Linked DNA regions of Macaca mulatta: region 1 is linked to region 2. Evidence: chromatin contacts called from public Hi-C data. All regions are on one chromosome and are shown on one strand. The core of a region is the stretch at or near the end of the contact, and the rest is flanking DNA. Distances in the headings are between cores, read along the strand shown.

Region 1 (4,085 bases), core at 989-3,488, 80 kb after region 2:
TTACTTACTTTCTGAGATAGCCCTGCTAAAAGTAAGAATAAGGAACATTAACTAAATAAATATTGTTGCTGTTGACAGTGGGAAAGGAAGAGAAGCAGTTGGGAAATAGAGAATACTTCCCTGGGTAAGTGTGAAAAGAAAGACACGAGAGACAAAGGCAAGAGGACAGGGCAAGGAAACACCCAGGTCCTGCTAACATGTTTTCATAAGCCCACTTCCTGCCCAGAACATCTAGAATGGTTCCCACATATGTGGTTGGAACCTGATCAGCTTCTGCCCTGATCCTAACCCTGCTACCTGGTTCCGAATTTCTGAGCTTCTCTTATCTGTGTGACAGAGGCCCCAGGCTTACCGGACAGATGAGCTTCCAAAAAGAGTTTGATGCCAATTTACTATTAGTCCTCCCACTCCTCAACCTTCAAACCAGGACAACTAGCAAATGCCTTCCAGCCCCTAAGGAGGCCTGGGGCTCCTGAGCAGGGACAAAGTGGGCCTGCCAAGCCCACTTCTCAGAATGGGACCCACAGCTCTCCTAGGCGATACCTCCCACCTTCTCTCCAAGGTGGCTCATGACAGCCCTGCTCCCTCCACTTCCATCAGCCTAGACAACCATTTGCTAATAGTAAAATCGTAAGGGAATGAGCAACTGCAAAAGTCAGACCCTGTGCACCGATGATCTCATTCAGTCCTTACAGCATTCCTATCTGGTAAGGATCATCTCCAACTACAGGTAAAGAAAGCCACTTCCTCAAGGTCACATAGCTACAAAGAAACAGAGCCAGGATTCCAGTCAGGGTTAGCCTGACCCAGACAGAGCCTACTTCCCATCAGCTCAACCCATTGCCTCCTCTAAGCAGCAATGCAGCAACATTCACTGGACATCTGTGGTATACAGAGCACAGCACTAAGTATGCTAAAAGAGACAGAAACCTCAAATCCTCGCCTTTTAGGAACAAATAATTGAGGTAGGAGAAAGCACATACAGAGCTCAACAGCACCTCTGAGAAACCACCCATGAGTGCAAGGAGAGCATGCAGTCACCTAAGTGGAACTTTGTAGCAGGGAGGGGTGTCGAGCAGAAAAATAATGAATACAAGGGAGATAGGAATACAGAAGCCCCCTTGGAAGATGCAAAGAACAGAAATCAATCCAAAGGTGATGTGAGCAACTCCAGGCAGAAGCAATGACATATTCTAGAGCCAGGGAATGAGAATTAAATGTCCGGCAGAGAAGAAAGAAAAGCAGCCTGCTGTTGGGAGCAGAGGGAGGGGATTTTTCTAAGGGTGAGGTCACCACCAGAGTGAGAAGAAGTCTCCTGAGAACTTCTGAGAACCCAAAGCAGGGCAGGTTAATTTGCTATGTTAGGCAAGTGGGATCAGTGCGTCAGTTCTTTACTGGGGAAAGATAAATGCAAATTGGCATCTGAGGGAAGTTTTCCTAGGGGCATCTGGGGTTAGCAGGGACTAGTTTCCATCACCCAGCTGGGATGACGAACCACTTGAGTTAGGTTGCCGGATTAGAAAGGACATCTAACAATCTCAGTGACAAAATCATTATTAGTTTGGAAAACCTACATTTTAAAATTAAATATATCTTAGAATGGTGGATATTTATGGGATGAAAAATGAATATCTTAGAATTAACCAAATTTTATTTTCTTACAGTGAGTCCTGGCTTGTGCAAGGTGAAAGGGGTTTTTTATGTGGGTTTTAGAAAAAATGAGTCGGATAACCAGGGAAAGTTCAGGTTCTGTGACCTGTTTACCATCATTCTGATTATGATAAAAGGGTTTTTTTTCCCCCCCTACTCTTTTAAATTCACCTCAGAAGAGGCAAAAGGCTTTTAGGGGACCTTCCAAAAGTTGGTATTGCATAAGTAGTTGGAGATATATGATCATTGGCTGAAATAAGTTCCTCCCAAGGCCTGAGCCCTGGCTTACCTGAACTTCCAACGCTGAGCCACAAAAGTAGGCCCCCCACCCAGAAGCAGCTCTTCCAGGGACCTGGGGGCATTGCTGAGCTGGAAATCTCAGAGCTGGTATGGAGTAATTCCCTAAAGCCAAAGAGATCACATAACCCAGCCTCTCAGAAAACACCCACGTGGATTTCACTAATCATTAACTAGCCTCATGACCTGAAAAGGAAAAATAAATTCTTCCTTATTTATTTAAATGCCAGAGTTTTCGGTTTCTTCTTCTCAATGAAAATAAATACACTTTCTTTTTTGTTAACCAGAGTGCATTGAAACACACTGTCCTTCCTCTTTGAGCCAAACATGATCAGGAAACTATTTCCTGCACCTCTCCCACTTCCCATGATAGGATGTTACTAATAACCAAGGCAGAAGTCCTTCATCTCTGGGTGACCAGAAACCCCTCATCGTGTTGGAATTATCTGTGGACATGTGTGTCTCCCTAGAAGATTCTGAGTGACTTGAAAGCAAAGGCTTTCTCTTTTCATTTTTTAATCCGCAGTGCCTAGCACAGGACTGAAATAATAATATATTTTAAGTGTCCATTTAATGGACAGAAGGGAAGAAGATAAAGTTTCCCTCTGGAGAGTACTATCATTTTGTAGAATCTTGGGGCTAGAAGTCAAGTCCAGCTTTGGAGATGTTCAACTTCCTGAATTCACAAAGAAACTGAATATTAGAAAAGAAAATGACCTATAGAGATCACATTGGTGGAAGTGGCAGAGCCGGGCCTGGAACCAAGGTGGTTCCAGCACCATATGGCCTCTCCACCCAAAGGAGTGGCAGAAACCACAGAACTATTTCTAGGCACGTCAGTGGGGCTGGGGCGGAGGGCGGGGCACTTGTCTGCCATTCCCTAAATCATAACACATTGCTGTTAGGCAGACAGCCCACCAGCAGGGCCAGGATCATCTTTTCTGAACAATAACTCTCTGAGGTGAGTATTAATAACTACTGTATTAAGTACAAATTACTTAACTGTGATAATTACACAGTTAATAATCACAGATAAGTACAAATTACTTCTCTGTGACAGAAGTTAAGTAATGTGTATTAAGTACAAACATTTGTGTTTTACACAGCTGGTAGGGCACAGAGAATTTAAGTCATTTGCCTGAGATCATGCAGAGCTGTGATTTAAAGCAGGATGAGCCAGCCTCAGAATCCATGGTCTGAGCAATGATACTGTACAGCAACAACTCCTGAAGAGGCACTGGGACCATGCCATCATGGCTGAACACAGGATACGATTATTTTGGAGGGGCTAGCCCTTACTTCCCCTTGTGCGCACGATCTCACTGCTCAAGTGTTGCTGCAACCAGGAAGGAGTGTGGCAATAAGTAGGGCACAGCAGAGGTCACTACTGAAAGCAGTCTTGATGTTAGAGATGAAGCCGAGTGTATGAGTTCAGGTCCTCGGAGAAGAAGATGCCAAGATAAGACAAGATATACAAGAGATTTATCGGACTAACACCTGTAAAGAATAAAAGGTGCTAGAGAAGGCAGGAAGAGCCTTTAGGTTGTGGTGCACATCTGACACCTGTGAAAGAGAACGGGCAGGAAACAGAGGATTACATAGGAAGAATCTCGTGCTGCAGCACAGTTTCTAGAATATTCTGATCAGGCCAATGGGGACTCCTCAGGCCAAAGTCTTTTGTGACAGCAGATCTGTGTTTTGTAGAAATGAGCCTGCATTAGCAGCCACATCCTGCTTAGTCATTAGCTGGGGTCAACCTCCCCACAAAGACAGAGGTAGATTCAGAAGGCAGCAGCTGGAGCTGTCAGTCAATCATTTTCCTACAGCAGGAGACCTGAGGGCTGTTTTCCTGGCCGCCCACACCGTGGCCAGAGATAGTTAATCCCGGGTGCCCTTGTGCCTGGCATGAACACAGCTGACACTGAGAGAGCACTTTCACTTTCTTTCACATCCAACATCTAGCACAGTGCTCTCCGAGCGGGGTCAGAGTGGTCCCTTCCAGAACCACCTGCCTCACAACCATCCAATTGACTTGGGACAGACTGCTGGACCCACTCCAGACACACAGAATGAGAATCTTTGGAACAGGGCCCAGGACTCTGCAGCTCCAGCAGGCTCCTCGGGTGATTGCTAGAACC
Region 2 (3,998 bases), core at 1,047-3,546:
CTCAGCCTCCCAAAGTGTGGGATTACAGGTGTGAGCCACTGCACTGGGCTTTGCCTTGCATTTAGATAAATTAAGTAGGATAGTAGAATACAGGGAGAAGATGGTGAGACTCAGTACTGCCACTTTCAAGTTATGAAGCCTTGAACAAATCATGTACACCTCTGAACTTCAATTTTTCCCCATCTATAAATGCAGATAATAATTTCGACTGCAATGAAGATTAAATGATGGCTCACAACCTCCACAGCTCTATGTATATGGAAGATATTGTGGCTGAAGGTGACATTGTTTCAACTGAATACACCTTCTAAGTGAACACATTAGTTTTTTTAACTCTAAAAATTTTTAAAAATATTTAATTTCAAATATGTTCTCCCAATTCTGTCATCTATTTGTTAACTTTGTCTATAGTAATGTATGTAAAACCCAAGCCTTTATTTTGATGCAATTTCTTCAATTTTTTGACATACAATTTGTACTTTCGAAATGTTGTAACATAAGTTATTCCTCCATCCCTCAGTATTAAAATATTCTCCTCCACAATTTGCTATTAATTTCACATTTCAATCTTTCCCATGTAGGCCTTTAATGCATCTGGAGCTCTTCCTTTTAATGTAGTGTTCAATTTTCTCCAGATGGTTAGCCTATTTTCTTTTCCCCATTGATTTGTTGAACGACATTTTATTGTATATTAAGGTTAGAAGTGATGTTGATATTGCTCATCCAGGAAGCACTGTTTGATTAGCAAGATTCTAAACAATGTGAGTTAGCACCTAGTTGAAAGAATTGATAATAATGGATGAGGGTGAATTTAGAATATGAGGGTAATATGTTGTATTATTAAACATATCAATCAAGAAGGAAATAAAAATCATGCTTATTGAAAGTTTTCAGATGACAAAATGGGGATGGTCTTAGTAACTAGAAAAATACACATATAGAAATTACTCTTATACAGCACCAGTTCACAGACACACCTGTAGATTCCCTGAGCTAAATATCTATAATATAGAAACAAACTTTGATTAGGTGATACTGAAAGTTTAAGTACTTAAAAACACCCATCACCAGGCGGCTATTGAACAGCGCCTCGAAGTCCTCCTTAAATAAAAAATGATTTTATTGGCCAGGCGCAGTGGCTCACGCCTATAACGCAGCACTTTTGGAGGCTGATGTGGGCAGATCACCTGAGGTCAGGAGTTTGAGACCAGCCTGGCCAACATGGCAAAACCCCGTCTCTACTAAAAAATGCAAAAATTACCCGATCGTGGTGGTGCACACCTGTAATCCCAGCTACTCAGGAGGCTGAGGCAGGAGAATCGCTTGAACCCAGGAGGTGGAGGTGGCAGTGAGCTGAGATCATGCCACTTCACTCCAGCCTGGGCAACAGAGCAAGACCTTGTCTCCAAAAAACAGAACAAAATAAAATTAAATTAAATAGAGTTTATTGCCTGTTTCCAACAGTTCTCTGCAGGAAAAAAATCCAATGATTATATCCATTTCGTTGCGAATAAGACGGGCACCAGTTTACCTATGTACCTGAGGAAATGCTATGGAAATGGTACTTTTCAATATTATTCATCAGTATATTAACGAATATATGACTGAATAATTCATACTGAACTCAAATCAGTTGGAGATGGGCTATAAATGCAAATTAGCTGAGGATTGAATGTGCGTAGGAGATGTATAGGGGGTTAGAGGACCTTTTAAATTCCCCCAACAGTTGTGGTTTGGGTGGTTCTGTGTCTTTGCTATTCATTTTTAAATAGGTCAATTAAAGGAAAGGCCTGCAGCGTGTGGGGATCAGGAAGAAGGCAGATAAAAAACGGGGAAACTAGTCTGTTATTCAAGAGAACTGGCTTTCGCTTGTGGTTTCTCCTGTTTGGCTTGAACAAATCATTTCACCATCTTGGGCTTCCGTTTCGATACTGGGTGGGGAGGAACGGGTGTTACAAGATCTCTCAGTTGTCTTGCTGCTTTCCTTCTTCGTGAGCCCTCCCCAAGTTGATTTAACAAATTCTCTATAACCTAGAGTCCTAGAGTGTAAATACTACAGTCCAGGTGACCGGTCAGCGGGCCTCCTTGCGCATGCGCTGATGAGGCACCCTCTCGTTAAGGCCGGAATTTTGCCTCTGCTGCGCACGCGCCCCTTTTAAATCCCCCACCTGTCAGAGAGAGGCAGGACTTCCTGTATTTTTTTAGAGCGACTGCCGGAAGTGGCAGCGGACAAATCGGCGTTTGCGGAGGCTCGCATAGATTTGGCTGTCTCCGCTCGTAGCTGCTTTTGGCGCGAAAGATGCCGGGTCTGGTCGACTCAAACCCTGCCCCGCCTGAGCCTCAGGAGAAGAAGCCGCTGAAGCCTTGCTGCGCTTGTCCGGAGACCAAGAAGGCGCGCGATGCGTGGTCAGTGTGCAGCCGGAGAGGGCGCGGCCGACGAGCCTCGGGCCGCGGCCTGTGCCTTCCGGTGCCTCTGCCCTACGCCCTCTGCCCTCTGCCCTTTTCCTTCCCCTCTTACCCCCTCCTCTTCCCTGCCTCCTCCCCCCCTCCTCCCCCTCCCGCCTCCTCTCCCCCACTCCCCGCCTCCTCCCCCCTCTCCCGGCCCGATTGCGGCGCTCTGGAGATAATTACTGGGCCTCGTAGGTTTCCTGGTCGGCTCTCTGTTGACTTATACGGTGGCTTAGTCCCGGGAGCGATGAAGAAAGAGGAGAACCGCTAGCTTCAACCACTCATTCCTTTCTACAAATGTGTTTTGAGTATCTGTTCTGGGTTAAGCACTGCGTTAGGTCCGAAGATGTAGACATGGATAAAGATGGGTCTTGATATAAAGGAGCTTGAAGTTAATGGAGACATATACCAATGACTTGTATACCACGTGGTAAGGGCTATGATAGAAGATTTGTTAAGACCAAACAGGAAAGGTTTTCTGGTAAATTCTAAGGCTTCCTCCCAAAATTTAGAGACAGTAGGACACGGTGCGTTCCTTACATGCTGAAGAGTTCCCCTTCAACCCTTTTAAGGCAACCAAAAGTTGAAAATCAACGTCTATGGCGCAGGGGACAAAGTATTCAGAATAGTTCATCTAGATTGTCAGTCCACAAAAGGTTTGTTCTTATTTTATATATCCTCTTTTGTGGAGCAAATCTCATTAGAGGACGTCCTGAGATAACGTGAATGTGCATCTCTTCGTCTGGCCCCTTTTGTCTTCGCAAATAATATAAGAAAGAAATCATTAGTGCTGTAATGGGATAATAAAAGTGTAGGAGCTCAGTGCTTTTATTAATCCTCAGTATTTTGTGAATAATACTGTGAAGGCAGGATTGAAAGACTGCCGTCTGAACAAATTGTTCCAGTGGTAACAGTAAGTGCTATTGAACCTTGAGTAGTACGACAGCATGATTAAGAGTCTGGGATCCACAGTCAAGGTTTGAATCTTAATCCACTAACTTGGTGACCTTGAGCCTCATGTGTCTATAAAATGACTCTAATAAAAGAAACTCCCTCCAGTATTATTGTAAAGGTTAATGGTACAAGCCATGTCAAGTGCCTAGCACGGTGTACATGGCAATAAATGATCAATGAATGCTAGCTATTATCTTCACAATGATCTCACTCTCCCAGGCAATCTCTCCCATTTGCAGGCAGCTCTTGAGCTATTGAAGGATGGGTAGAGTTTCGATGGAAGGAGAACCTATTCCCTTCTTTAAATTCCTTTTGCCTCGATTGCCTCAGACCACGTGGGTTCTCCCCAAATATCCGTAGTCAGGAGTCAGTTTTTCCTTGTAATTGAGTTTGGCTTAACTTGATTGTTTGCTAAATCACATTTTCAGGCCTTAGAAATAAAGCTGTGTAGTCCTAGTCTTGTCTTTGTGAATTTTACAAGTAAAATGTTCTTTCATCATCACGAGGGGGTGCTCATCTTGGTCTCCTGGCTACCAGATGTTTTTGGTGTTTATGTTTTTAATGTCTTGTAATTAGAAGTAGACTTATTTGGTTGT

The links. Hi-C and Micro-C count contacts between places; a contact is called where the count stands out from the background.
Region 1: a contact with region 2 is called in a Hi-C map of blood, with 2.8 times the contacts expected there. The contact joins the promoter of PLA1A here to the promoter of COX17 in region 2. A contact is called at or near these places in 2 of 14 Hi-C or Micro-C datasets (blood and liver).

Annotation. Positions count from the first base shown.
Region 1 is chr2:164,119,963-164,124,047 of T2T-MMU8v2.0, forward strand. It overlaps PLA1A (phospholipase A1 member A), which reads right to left and starts at 2,239. Exons shown (of 11, transcript XM_015129959.3): 1 at 1,940-2,239. The coding sequence starts at 2,012.
Region 2 is chr2:164,040,118-164,044,115 of T2T-MMU8v2.0, forward strand. COX17 (cytochrome c oxidase copper chaperone COX17) reads left to right here and starts at 2,297. Exons shown (of 3, transcript NM_001267539.1): 1 at 2,297-2,406. The coding sequence starts at 2,300.